Linked DNA regions of Mus musculus: region 2 is linked to region 1. A link is a contact called in public HiChIP or PLAC-seq data. All regions are on one chromosome and are shown on one strand. The core of a region is the stretch at or near the end of the contact, and the rest is flanking DNA. Distances in the headings are between cores, read along the strand shown.

Region 1 (5,683 bases), core at 2,718-5,217:
TTTTCTAAAGCCGTCTCTGAGAGAATTCTTTCTAAGGCTTCATGCCTCGACGGGCTCTGGGGGGAAACCTCTAGTTGCCACTTAAAGCCGCTGCTCCAGCCAGAGATCCTGAAAGGGAGAGAGCAGAGCTTCAAGGTCCCATCGGGGGATGCCAGCGCTCTGCCCCACCCCCCGCTGCCGCCTCAGCCAATCGGCGGCGGCGCTGCCGTGACTGACAGCTCCACGGCCCGCTCGCGGAGTGCCCAGCACTGGAGCGGAGGTGAGGAGCGTCGAGCAGGTCCCGCGGCGCCTGGCCAAGCACCGCAAGTCCCCTCGGCCGGAGGAGGTCACCGACCCCGGTCCTAGAGGGCCTGGCTTAGCGGCTCGGGCGCCTCCTGTCCCCGCCTACGCGTGCCTCTATAATGGCTGCTCACCTCCAGTCTCCCTCAAGCCCTTCTCTGGGAAGCCGAACCCAACCCGGGAGAGATGCCCCGCGGGGTCACAGGCCTGGAAGCTCTGGGGTCACCCGGCGCGTCCTGACAAGGACAGACCCGGGCCTGAGGACGCCCAGGCTCGTTTAAAGCGTACACTGAGGGCTTCGGGTTTCTTCGGCAACCTTAACCTCAAGGTTACTGCCCCTGTGGTCGGAGCAGACCCAGGAGCGACCGACCGCTGGGCAAACAGCAAGGCGAGTGGGCGACCCGGTCTGCCGTCGCCGCTTTAAAACCCCTGGGTCGCAGGGGCAGGAAGAGGGCAGCTTAGTTATCCGCGTTTGAAATTTTATTTTTGCTTAAAAAAAAAAATTATGGGAGAACCAGGTTCTTACTTTCAGAGCTGACAGCCAGAGCTCTACTAGAATATTACATGATATGTGGAGCTCCCATGTTTTATGCTGTATTTGGCGATATTGAATTCTAGCGCTTTGGTTTACCGGTAGGACTGTACTAACTGATACAAATGGCTATCAGGGAGCAGACACGAGACATCTTTTTGAAAGGAATAAAAGAAATCCCTGCAACCTTCAAAAGTACCTAATGAATGCCACACTTCATTTCTTTGCGGAGACCTTGAGAACATTGCATCCTTCAAGGATGCTTTCTCATGAAAGAACACCCTTGCCTCGCACTGCATCTGAACAAATCCATCGTGTTCGTCTCGATACATAAAATGCTGGGCAGAAGAGCTAGTTTCCCAGTAGGCCTCATAATGACTTTGCTTTTTCCCTAAATTCTCAATAATCAAAAAAAAAAAAAAAAAAATCCACCAGCCTTCTGACCTTGGACTCTCATTTTCATCTGTCTCCTGCAGTACACTCTCTTTACTAACCATTCAGCACACTGCAAGCTCTGATAAAAGTGGTTAATGTTTATTGAAACCTGAGCATGAACTGTACTAAACCAGATAGGGAGTAAAAAGGCAAAGTTCTGTTAACTGCATCCATGCACTGGGTGGGGGTGCGGGGGGGTGGTGGCTGGAAGAAAATTCTTCTGTAAGTTTTGAACCTGAAATTTCTCAGTGAGAAAGTACAAACGTCCAAACTGATGAATTATGTCAATTATCTATCAGCCATGAATAAATGCTCTGGGTCCATTTTGTTGCCTCTGGAAGTTTTCTGGTAGAAATGCACCTCCACGATCTTACAGGGTTGTCAGAAAAAAAAAAAAAAAATAACAAAACTCAAACCAGAAATGTATGTTTCATGGACTCTCATTTTTCTGAAGACTTGTATACTTTATCAATAACCAATTTTAATGATACTGCTAAGTATTTATCTGAACAGTTTTTGTAAATTGGGTTATTATAACTGAAAAGGTTAAGAAAAATATTTCAAGTTATGGTCTAAAATATCTCTCACTTAGCTCTTTAATCGTCCAAGGTTAACAGTTTATTTCAGCCTAAGTAGATTTTATTCTAGCATCCCTTAACATCCATCATATTTACTATATATCATATTAAATCTGAACTTGCTGTTAATTGACACTGTATTTCTACATAATCCCTTTTCTCAAATAACCTCAGTTAATATAAAATGTCAATATACACACATCTAACACACATGGACTGTCACAAATAGGATGCTCTCAGGTGTTACTTTCTCTCTTCCCCATCCCCCTTGCTTAAAGAGCAGCAATAGAATCAGTCACCTTGGAAACCAACATCACCCAGTGTTTGTAGAACAAACAATGGTACCTTTTCAGCCAGTACCAGGCAGGCAGGGCAAGGGGCAGCCAGGCAGTTCTGGGCCTTACAGGAGTATTAACATATTAAATTCATTCAATGCACCAAAAAGTAGTTCATTACTAAAATTCAAGTGCTCACTATCATGTGAGCCTTTGATTAGACACCATACAGAAACTGAGATTTAAAGTTTAAAAAAAAACAAGAGACAAAAATAAAAACTTTTCATTATCTTTAGAATTGTTTTAGATACCTGTAAGAAATATAAAGCACATCTTGTTACTGAGGCTCACCCTCCAGAAAACAAGGAAGTTGCTTAAGGGGAGGAAAAAAAAAAAAAAAACCATGTTTCATCTAATTATTCCTACCAAGGCATCTTATTAGTCTTCAATATGCCAACATAATCGTTTTTCAAATGTGCCTTAACTGGCTTATGTAATTTCTAGTATTAGTAAACCTTCCTATAGTGACCTAAAATACCCCAGTTCCAGAAAAATTTTCGATAGCAATAATTACTTTTTTGACCTTGGGAGAGTACAGAGCTTTCAGTTGCTGAACCCTTACATAAATGAACCATTTGACTGGCTCAAGTTTTAGGAGAGATTTGACTACTTTTTTTTTTTTAAATCACAAATGAGCTGTGAATTAAAATGAAACACTGTCGTGTGCTCTTCAGACTCTCCAGCCTGAAATGTTTTAAATGTCCAATGAAAGTGCAGGTTCCTCCTTTTCCTGGGTGGGTTTTCCTTCCCACCAATTAAGAAAGAAGCCTCGGTCTAACTGAAGTATTTGGACAGCAGTTTGGTGTCAGTTAAATACCACAGTAACTGGCATTTTCTATCACCTCCAGACTAAGGGACAAATACCCACTCAACAGGGACCAGCACGAAGCTTAAACTGGAAAGAGTGCCAGGTTTTGTGTGTATGCAGTTTTTTTTTTCCTTCCCATGTATTTCTCCTCAAAGATTTGGATCTTCGACATCCTTTCATACAAATGTGCGAATGCCTTCTGACTGACTGGGATGTAAAACGCTAATTAATGAACGCTTTTTCTGAAGCCAGTCGATCAGTTAACATGACCACCCTCCCCGACTGGAGGCACAAGGAAAAGGGGTGGGGTGGGTTGGCTAAACGGTTAGACAGGGTGCCCTCGAAAACGAAAAGGAACCCTGGATGTAATGACTGACATGCCGACAACTTAAAGATACTTTAAAATAGGCCACAGCACTGAGCACCAGGCAGTCACCCTGAGCACAGTGGCTTCAGCTCTGGGCAGAGAGAGGAAGAGGAGGAGTCAGGCCAGGGCCAAGTGACTTCTCCAATCCTCTTCTTCCAGCACTGCAAAGAAAAAGAAAAAGAAAAAAAAAAAAAAGGCACAAGAGGGGGGGGGGCTTCAGAACCACACTTTACAACTGCATCTTCCCACAGTCATTTTTACCACGACGAGGACTACCTGAAGTAATTTGAGCAGCTGACTCCATTGTTGGGCCAGAAAAGCCAGTTTCAATTCCTTAGAAAAAAACCAACCAAACCCTCGGCATTTGGCTTCGTAAGTTTTACTTGCCTATGCATTGGGGCATCTAAACACACGTGCACGCGCACCCTACTCGAGTTACCGTGCAGAACCAAGAGCCAAGCAACTTCTGGACCGCACAGACAGCGGCAGTTACAGCCTTCAGACCCTTCAGCCCGGCTCCTTGGATTCCAACTCCCTACCCAGGTCCTCCCGGCACCCCGGGGGGTGGGGAGGAAGTGTCTAGGCGAGCAGAACATTCTCCTTGTTCCTCCGGCTCCTCCCAGCCCTTCTGGGAAAGCCTGGGGACAGGCAGGACTGCCCACCTCCAGACAGCCTATAAAGCAAAGGGTCAGCTGAGCACAGTTGGGGAAGGAGTCTCAGTACCCAGCCACTCCCATCTCCAGATCCAGGAAAGATGACCCTAAGGGCAGAGCTTCCTCCATCTTCTGCAAGAACATCTCAAAAGAGCAGACTTGGAGGGGAGGGGAGGGGAGGGGAAGGGAGGGGAGGGGAAGGGGGAGGGGAGAGGGGGGAGGGGAGGGGAGGGGAGGGGAGGGGAGGGGAGGGAAGGGGAGGGAAGGGGAGGGGAGGGAAGGGGAGGGAAGGGAGGAAGGGAAGGAAAGGGAAGGGAAGAAGGGAAGGGAAGAAGGGAAGGGAAAGGACCAGGTGTGTGGCGACCTCATCTTTTTAGCCTCCTCAGTATCTGTATCTAGTTTCTGTTTCACTACCACCGCACTGCACTTAAGAATCTGTGAGCCAGTGCATGCCTGCTTTCTAATGTAATTCTGAGGGCAACACACGTTTAGTGACAGACCTGAACAAGCCACATGGTACTACAACAAAGCCATTAGGCTTCAGAACTTAATCCATTTTAAATAAAGATATTTATGCTTTGTTTATAGATTCGTGTCTTTAGAGAATGTTATTTATTTTATGATCTGTTACACCTAAAAAAAAAAAACCACTTTCTTCTCAAGAAAGTAGGCCTGTTCAAGCTTGTGTGTGTGTGTGTGTGTGTGTGTGTGTGTGTGTTTCCATAACCCCTTTCTCCAATAACTTCTCTCTTACAAACAATGTGCCTATTTCTAATCACTGAGACCCAAAGTAAGCTACTGGAGGGGGTGGGGAGAGGAATTCCTAGGTGTTTAAGACTTCAAAACAAACTAAAACCCTAAGATATCAATCACAACCCATTTCTATCTTAAAAAAAAAACAACTGTAATTATACCTACAAAGGCGATGGAGGTCCTGCTGTGGAGATACCCTCCCACTTGAACCTCAGCCAGAACCAAACTTGCTCTGGAATTTCTAAACTAAGTTTGGAGGGTTTCCCCATGAGACCTTCATGAGGTCACTGTGCACCCTAGTGACTAGGCCTCTAGTTGGGCAGAGGAGCCTTCCTCACAGCTGAGTTTACCAGCACAGGTGCACTGTGTAGGCGGTCACAAGTTCTTCAACTGAGGTCTGGCAGACCCTCAGGTCACCTGCTACCTACCTCCTTTACAAGATCCACTTCCCCCAATTATCCCTGCCTGGATTTGACCATTTCTGGACCCGGTACTTTCTCAGGCTCATCTGATAAGTTCTTACTGTCAATTTTACTTTGCTAAGCTGCCACCTAAAGTTCCGAGAACAACATGGAAAGATTATAAAGGCTTGAAATAGAGACACATTAAATGTTTTGGAGCACATACAGACCCGCCTAAAATGTAAACAGCATACCTGCTTCCGGCCCAGACTCTTAGAAAATAGGACATGGTGGAATAGGGCCCATGTAATATAGTCTTCCTACAGATAGCAAAGGACATTTCCCTGAGATGGCCGTCACCTCTACCTGCGCCTTGGCGAGTTCATCAGCGCAGTAACTTGGCCCTCAATGGTGAGGACAGAAGGCATCCCATTGTAAAAAGAGGAAAATACAACCAGAGGAGAGTGGAGATGAGGTTCCTAAGGACGGGCTCCTTCCTTCTGTTCCTCTACCTTAAAGCAACTGGCACTTTTCCTTTATGT
Region 2 (6,021 bases), core at 1,291-3,790, 86 kb before region 1:
AGGCTTAGCTCACAGGGACTCAACCATTGCAGGCTACCTGTCCTCACTCCCAGATCCTAGGGAATTGTGTGGAAATAGAAGTTGGGGGTTGGGGGTGCAGTGTGGTTAGCAAACCAGCTGTGGCATTCTTGCCCGAACAAGAGGGTCTAACCTGGGCAGAAGGACCCAGCAAGCCCAAGGCATTCCATTGCTCTCACTGGTCTGAATAAGCAGTGTGGTGGGAAGGGTAAAGGTGTCTTACCCACTGGGGTCAGCTCTCCCAGATAGCCAGTCCACTGTGATGTGTCAACACTGAGGTCAGGACAAGGGGGTCAGGGGTTGGAATCAATGACTGTCACTCTATCCACACTGACTCCTAGGTTCAGGGTGCCACTCTCCAAACTACACAGCACTCCATCCCACCAAAGTTTGAGAAGTCACGAGAGACAACTGCAACCCTAGATGAACACATTAGAGGCTGGCTTGGATCCCAGAAATGGGCAAACGCTAACTTTCAACACCCACGGAGCCTGAAGCCTGTGTGTGCAATGCCCTCCCTGCTACTGCTACCAAGTGGCCTGAGGCAGCTTACTTTTTTGTACGGTGTGTTTTGGTAGGGCTAGCAAACTCTAGCAGTTAGACCATGGAAGTGTATTAAATAGAGGACTTGAGTAAATACAGAAGGTGATGGGGGCAGCGGGCAGAAAAGGAACGGAGCAGCGTTAATTACTCTGTAAGGGCCGAGGGAGGAGGCACACATCAGCACAGGAGCATAATACCCGGACAGGTCAAGCAGAGTTGTGATTAAGAAGGACATGCACAGTGCTGTCTCAAACAAGGACAGATTTATACAGGGAGGAGTTATTGAGAAGAAAAGCCCCGCCTTGCCCCGCCTCAACCCGCCTCCCAACTAAAAGCTTGGAGGGCCACAGTTCTTGCAGTACTGAGTCCACTGGGCAAGGGCTGCTCACGAAAGCTGCAGGATCTGGGTCCCCCAGACTTCAGAGCTTCGTGTTTCCTTCAGGGGTTTAAGTCAGGAGCCGAAAGCGCACAATATCCGGCTCATCCTATCTTCCAGGATCAGAGCAATGGCAATTTTAGGAAGGAAGGTGCTGGATCCCCCCCTGGCAGCTGCAAAGTCCCCTGGGGCACTGACACTGTTTCCCCAGCTCACACAGTCTCGGCAGGGGCTAGGCCCCCTGAGCTGTAGCTGCTCAGTGCTCCGCCCCAGCTTACACAGCCTTAACCGAGTTCTGGGGAGCACCCTCCTCTCTCTGGTTCTCCATCACCTAGAGTTTCTACCTGTGCTATCATGGGATCCAACATCACTCTCTTTTGGGGGAATAAGCCCGTTTCTTCTCAGGGAGCAGGTGGTAACTCCGTGTTTGCGCAACTGGTGCCGCTCACAGTTAGATTTGGTAGAAAAGAAGGCATCGCATTTTTGACAAGGGAAGGGTTTCTGACCTGAAGCAGGAAAAAAAAATACGCATTTATCTGGCTTTCTACTGCAATGAAAAAGAAAAGTTGCTTTTGATTTACTCTTCTGGGATTGCTGGCATTTGTTCAACCCTCCACCCTTTCCTTTTAAGAAAATAAGAGAAACATACTTAACAAAAAGAAACAGAAACTGAGAGACAATGACTAAAATAATCATTTTCCCTTAGCCTTCATGTAATGGAAGGAGTTGTCATCAAGAGACTAAAAATAAGTTAACAATGAAACCAAGATACATGTGTTTGAAGCAAGACAATAAAAACTGTTAACACCACAACATTTCTAAGGCACAGCAAGCAATACCTAAATGAACCAGAGAAAAAGCACTACTGGATAGCCTGGCAGGTAGAACTGAGAGGGTGAGGAGATGGACCTGGGCGTGTGTGTAGGGGGGAGGGGGGAGGGCGGGGGAGGGGGGGAGCAGGCTCAAGTCTCCCAATGGGAGGCAACCTTCAAGGCCCATATTGAGAAGTCAGAGTGAGCCTCCCTCTAGTGTGGCAAGCAACAAGATTCATGGTTCCCAGGTTTTCATTCTTCCTTTGTATGGGCTAAGGGAGTGACCAACACAGGCAAGTGTGCATCAGGCTATGTACTCTGCTCCACAGAGGCACGAGCAAGGCCAGCCCAAACCCTAGGCCAGCACTACAAACACGGTGATGATGCGTTGGCAGGAGAAGCCCTCTTTCTGTCCCAGGGGAGGTTTCTGCTTTGGCCTGCTTATATCCTTCATTTATTTGCATTGTAAACATTGTGTTTCAAAATGCATTGGAAGCTCCCCTGTGGCTAGTCCTGGGTTTGTGTGGATTAACGGTGGAGGGGAAAGGGCAAAGACTCAGGGAGAGAGCATATACGAGAAAGTAGGAGAGGAGGACGGGAAAGGACAGAGGTAAAGAAGAAAGAAGGGAAAAGAGAAAGGAGGGAAAGAGAAGAAGAAAAAAGGGGAAGGAGAGACAGAAGGGACCAGGAAGACAGGAAGGGGAAAGGGCAGCATCCTGAGCTGTAGGAGATGTTGGACTGTTCAGTGTCACTGGTTTGCCCTCTGCCCCCGCACTCCTGCCCCAGTTGCCAGAATCCAGGTCCCAGTTCCTGACTCTATTGGGGACTAAAAGCACCTTCAAGTTGCTGCCCAGTGCTGCTATCTTGGAACCTTGAACCTGCAGGTACTCAATAACTAACATGAAGAGTCACGTGGCACAGCTCCCAGGAAACACAAACCAGGGACCATCCTTTTAGATTAATGCTTAAGAGACAGACAAAGCTTGAACTAGTGCAGTGTGCAGGACCCTGCACAGGCTCCTGGGCCTTGCTGCTAAGATAAGCCAGAAAGAAGGGTTTCTTGTTTTCCATGGGATGGAAGGCCCAGAGTGGCTATGACGATGCAACCCTCACCGTTATCAGGAATAATCGATCAAAGGAAATCATTAATTCCCTCCTGAGAGCACACATCCTTTAAGATGACACTCCCAAGCCTCCGGAGTTGTCTGACGGTGCAGATGGGCCAGGGATGTGTACAGCTCAAAGACACAGCTCATCTCTGATGAGGCTCTGAGCTTGAAACTACTGTTCTTTAAAATTGGGATTATTTGCTTTTAGGATAGATTTATATCAGATTTTGTCCAAATCACGTGGGGAATCTTGCCTGCGGTTCTGAACTAGGATAGTGAAAATTATTCACTGACTTCAAGTAGAGAGGGCAGTGAACAGGTATTAATAAAGTAAGTGTCTGTGGCTCCAGGAAGAGAGCCGAACAGATAGATGGTATAACAAGATGGCTGCTCTAGACAGAGGGCCAAACAGAAAATTGGTATATCTTGGCAATACTAAAATTTTGTCTTCTTTGAGATTTACAGGTGGTGAAGAACATGGTGGGCAAGAATCCACTAGAAAATTAAGATTATTAGCCTGAGAGTTAAGAGTTTTATTTTATTTCTTTTCTTTTTTTCAGTGAGTAACTTCGGTAGTGCTGAAACAAGTAGCTTGGACTCAAGCACAGGAATTGAAACAAAGAAAACTGCTGGCGGGCTAGGAGGCCTGCTGCTGTGGGGAATGCAGGCTGCTCTGAGTGAGAGCTGTAGAATGAAAGTTGCCTATTTCTTGGAGCAGAGATTGATTGAATTATGAATTTATTAAATTGGGATTACTTGCTTTTAGTATAGATTTATATACAGATATTTGTCTGAATCACATGGGGAATTTTGCCTATGGTTCTCAACCATAGGAGTATAGGGAAAATTAGTCAGTGACATCAAGTAGAAATGGCAGTGAACAGGTATTAATAAATGTCTGTGGCTCCAGGCAAAGAGCCGAACAGATAGATGGTATAATGAGATGGCTGCTCTAGGCAGAGAGCTGAACCATAAGATGGTATAAGATTGCTTTACTTGTCTTACAGGATACTCATATTCTGTCTAACATGGGCTCCAGGGGAATATTGGTTGGGTTTTGTATCCTCTTGGTAACATAGGAAAGTCTTAAGAATAAGCACAAACAGTATTTTAGTTTACTTCAGTTGTTTTGGATTGTTTTAATTTGAACTAGGATAGGGAATATTAGTCACTGACTCCAGAGTAGAGATCACAGTGATAATCATTGCCTGCCTTGAACAAGTATTAATTATCTATTTCTGTGGCTCCAGGTAGAGAGTTCAGCCAGCCATTATACGGGTATTAATAAAATATGTCTGTGGCTCTGAGCCAAACGGAAAGATGGTATAGACTGCTTAACCAGCCACAGAAAGCTCATATTCTGCTAACGTGGGCTCCACAGAAATCTTGAGTATCTTTTCCTGCTTGAAAAGATAGGAAAGGCCTAGTATAGGCACATACAGTGTCTTAGCTTATTTCATTTGTTTTATATTGTTTTAATTTTCAAAATGGGTGTGATGTTGAGTTTTGTGGTTATTCCTCTGGGAGAAAGGCAAAATAAAGGTTTTTTTGGTTACGTCTCAAATTTGGCTGATTTGGGAAAAAGGTTTTGTCTTTGTGGTTTTGGAAAAGGTGATTAAGATCCAGAGTTATATGGATCAGACTTGACAGAGGGAGACCCCCCCCCCCCTGAAGAACTAGATTTCAGAGAATTGAACAAAAATGTTATCTTGATGATACTAACATTTTGCTTTGACATTTATACATTACAGAATATACAGCCTTGGTGAGTTTCTTCGTCAGACATGCTGAACTGACCTGCTTGAACTCCTGATGTCTTGGACTTTCAACCAGATACAGCCAGGACACAGGCATCAGAGACTAAATCAATCTTTGGTGTGGCCTTTTAAAGGCCAACAACTCCCCTATCTCCCCACCCGCACCGATTCAAAATATCTCAATGCCCATATTCAGCCTGAATAAGTTACAAAGAGTCATCGCCCCAGTTCCTGGGCTTTGGGGCTGGAAGTGGTTATTATAGGTTGTCTTTCTAGGGAATTTAGAAATGGTCATAATTGGAACAGGGAGGAAATAGCTAGAATTGATTGTATAGGCATAATCTCATTTGGTAGAAATCATTTTAATTGTTACTAAGTTGAAGTCATAACTTATTTTGATACAGAATTTATTTTGATGCAACATCAAGGTTTTCATTGGTACAAACCTCCTCTATTGATGGTTATAGAATACTCATATTCTGTCTAACATGGACTCCATGGAAATATTGGGTTTTATATTCTCTTGGCACCAGAGAAAAGGCCTAAGTATAAGTTTTTTAGATTACTTCATTTGTTTTGGATTGTTTTAATTTGAACCAGGATAGAATATCAATCACTGACTCTAGAATAGAAAGCGCAGTGATAATCATTGCCTGTTTAATCATCTTCTATAACTGTTATTATAAACTGATCTGAGATGATTACGCCTGTGAGTTAAGGGCCAAATAGCAAAGTCATGGCTCTGAGTTTACTGTTAGAGTGTTTTCAAAGATTTTAATTAGAAATAGTAGTTAAGGGAAGACAGTCCAGATTACTTTACATACATAGCTGGTTTTCAAAAACGTCAGCAATCCACAGAATGTGACATTTAATGTTATTTATTCACGTGTTATTGAGACTAGTCTGCTAGCTTTCCCTGTCTTGGATTCAAAGAAGAAACTGGAGCATCTATGAGTTGCTCCAGTTGTGGCAAGATAGACACTAGGCAAGAATTCTCATTTCATCTACATACACTGTCCAGAGAAAGGACACAATTACAGGTTTAGGACGGCTTGGTTGTGCAGAGACAGAATAGGCTAGTCCTTAATATCCTGTTTTTCTAAGGTTTGTTAGATGATCCTGGCCAGAAGGCTGAAGACCAATGCTTCAATGTTTTGAAGTAAGGGATTGTCCAAGTGATCAGCGGTCTCTATAAATTGGCTAAGTTTTGGAAACGGTGTTAGGCTTCCTATATACTTTCAGTTAATATCAGTCATTCTTGGGTCTCTGATGGTGTTGCAGATTCATAGCCAACCCAGGCTATTTACTTTGAGAGGATGGTTTTCAGATGGCTTACAGTCTAAAGCCAGGACATGAGTCAGGTATAGAATGATTTAAAAAAAAAAAAGACTTATCATTCAGATTTA

Evidence for each region. HiChIP or PLAC-seq counts read pairs in DNA pulled down with a chosen protein or histone mark.
Region 2: a contact with region 1 is called in an H3K4me3 HiChIP or PLAC-seq map of intestinal villus epithelium, with 6 read pairs. The contact joins two enhancer-like sites. A contact is called at or near these places in 1 of 39 promoter capture datasets (liver), 1 of 15 datasets of contacts at CTCF or cohesin (pro-B cells), 17 of 484 Hi-C or Micro-C datasets (B cells, the BV-2 cell line, the HL-1 cell line and 9 more), 9 of 115 datasets of contacts at active chromatin or transcription factors (DN3 thymocytes, the HPC-7 cell line, embryonic stem cells and 4 more) and 3 of 9 other capture datasets (adipose tissue, embryonic stem cells and liver).

What each region holds. Positions count from the first base shown.
Region 1 is chr13:37,852,410-37,858,092 of GRCm38.p6, reverse strand. It overlaps a transcript of Rreb1 not described here. Among named protein-coding and RNA genes, the nearest start is that of Rreb1, 34 kb to the left of the region's middle. Within about 2 kb of position 3,967, at least 235 of the 459 cell types and tissues checked have an H3K27ac peak or open chromatin away from gene starts, as enhancers often do. A contact at or near this core is called in brown adipocytes and intestinal villus epithelium, where this site is marked.
Region 2 is chr13:37,936,965-37,942,985 of GRCm38.p6, reverse strand. It overlaps Rreb1 (ras responsive element binding protein 1), which reads right to left. Exons shown (of 12, transcript NM_001177869.1): 10 at 1,282-1,443. Among named protein-coding and RNA genes, the nearest start is that of Gm52041, 26 kb to the left of the region's middle. Within about 2 kb of position 2,540, at least 17 of the 459 cell types and tissues checked have an H3K27ac peak or open chromatin away from gene starts, as enhancers often do. A contact at or near this core is called in brown adipocytes and intestinal villus epithelium, where this site is marked.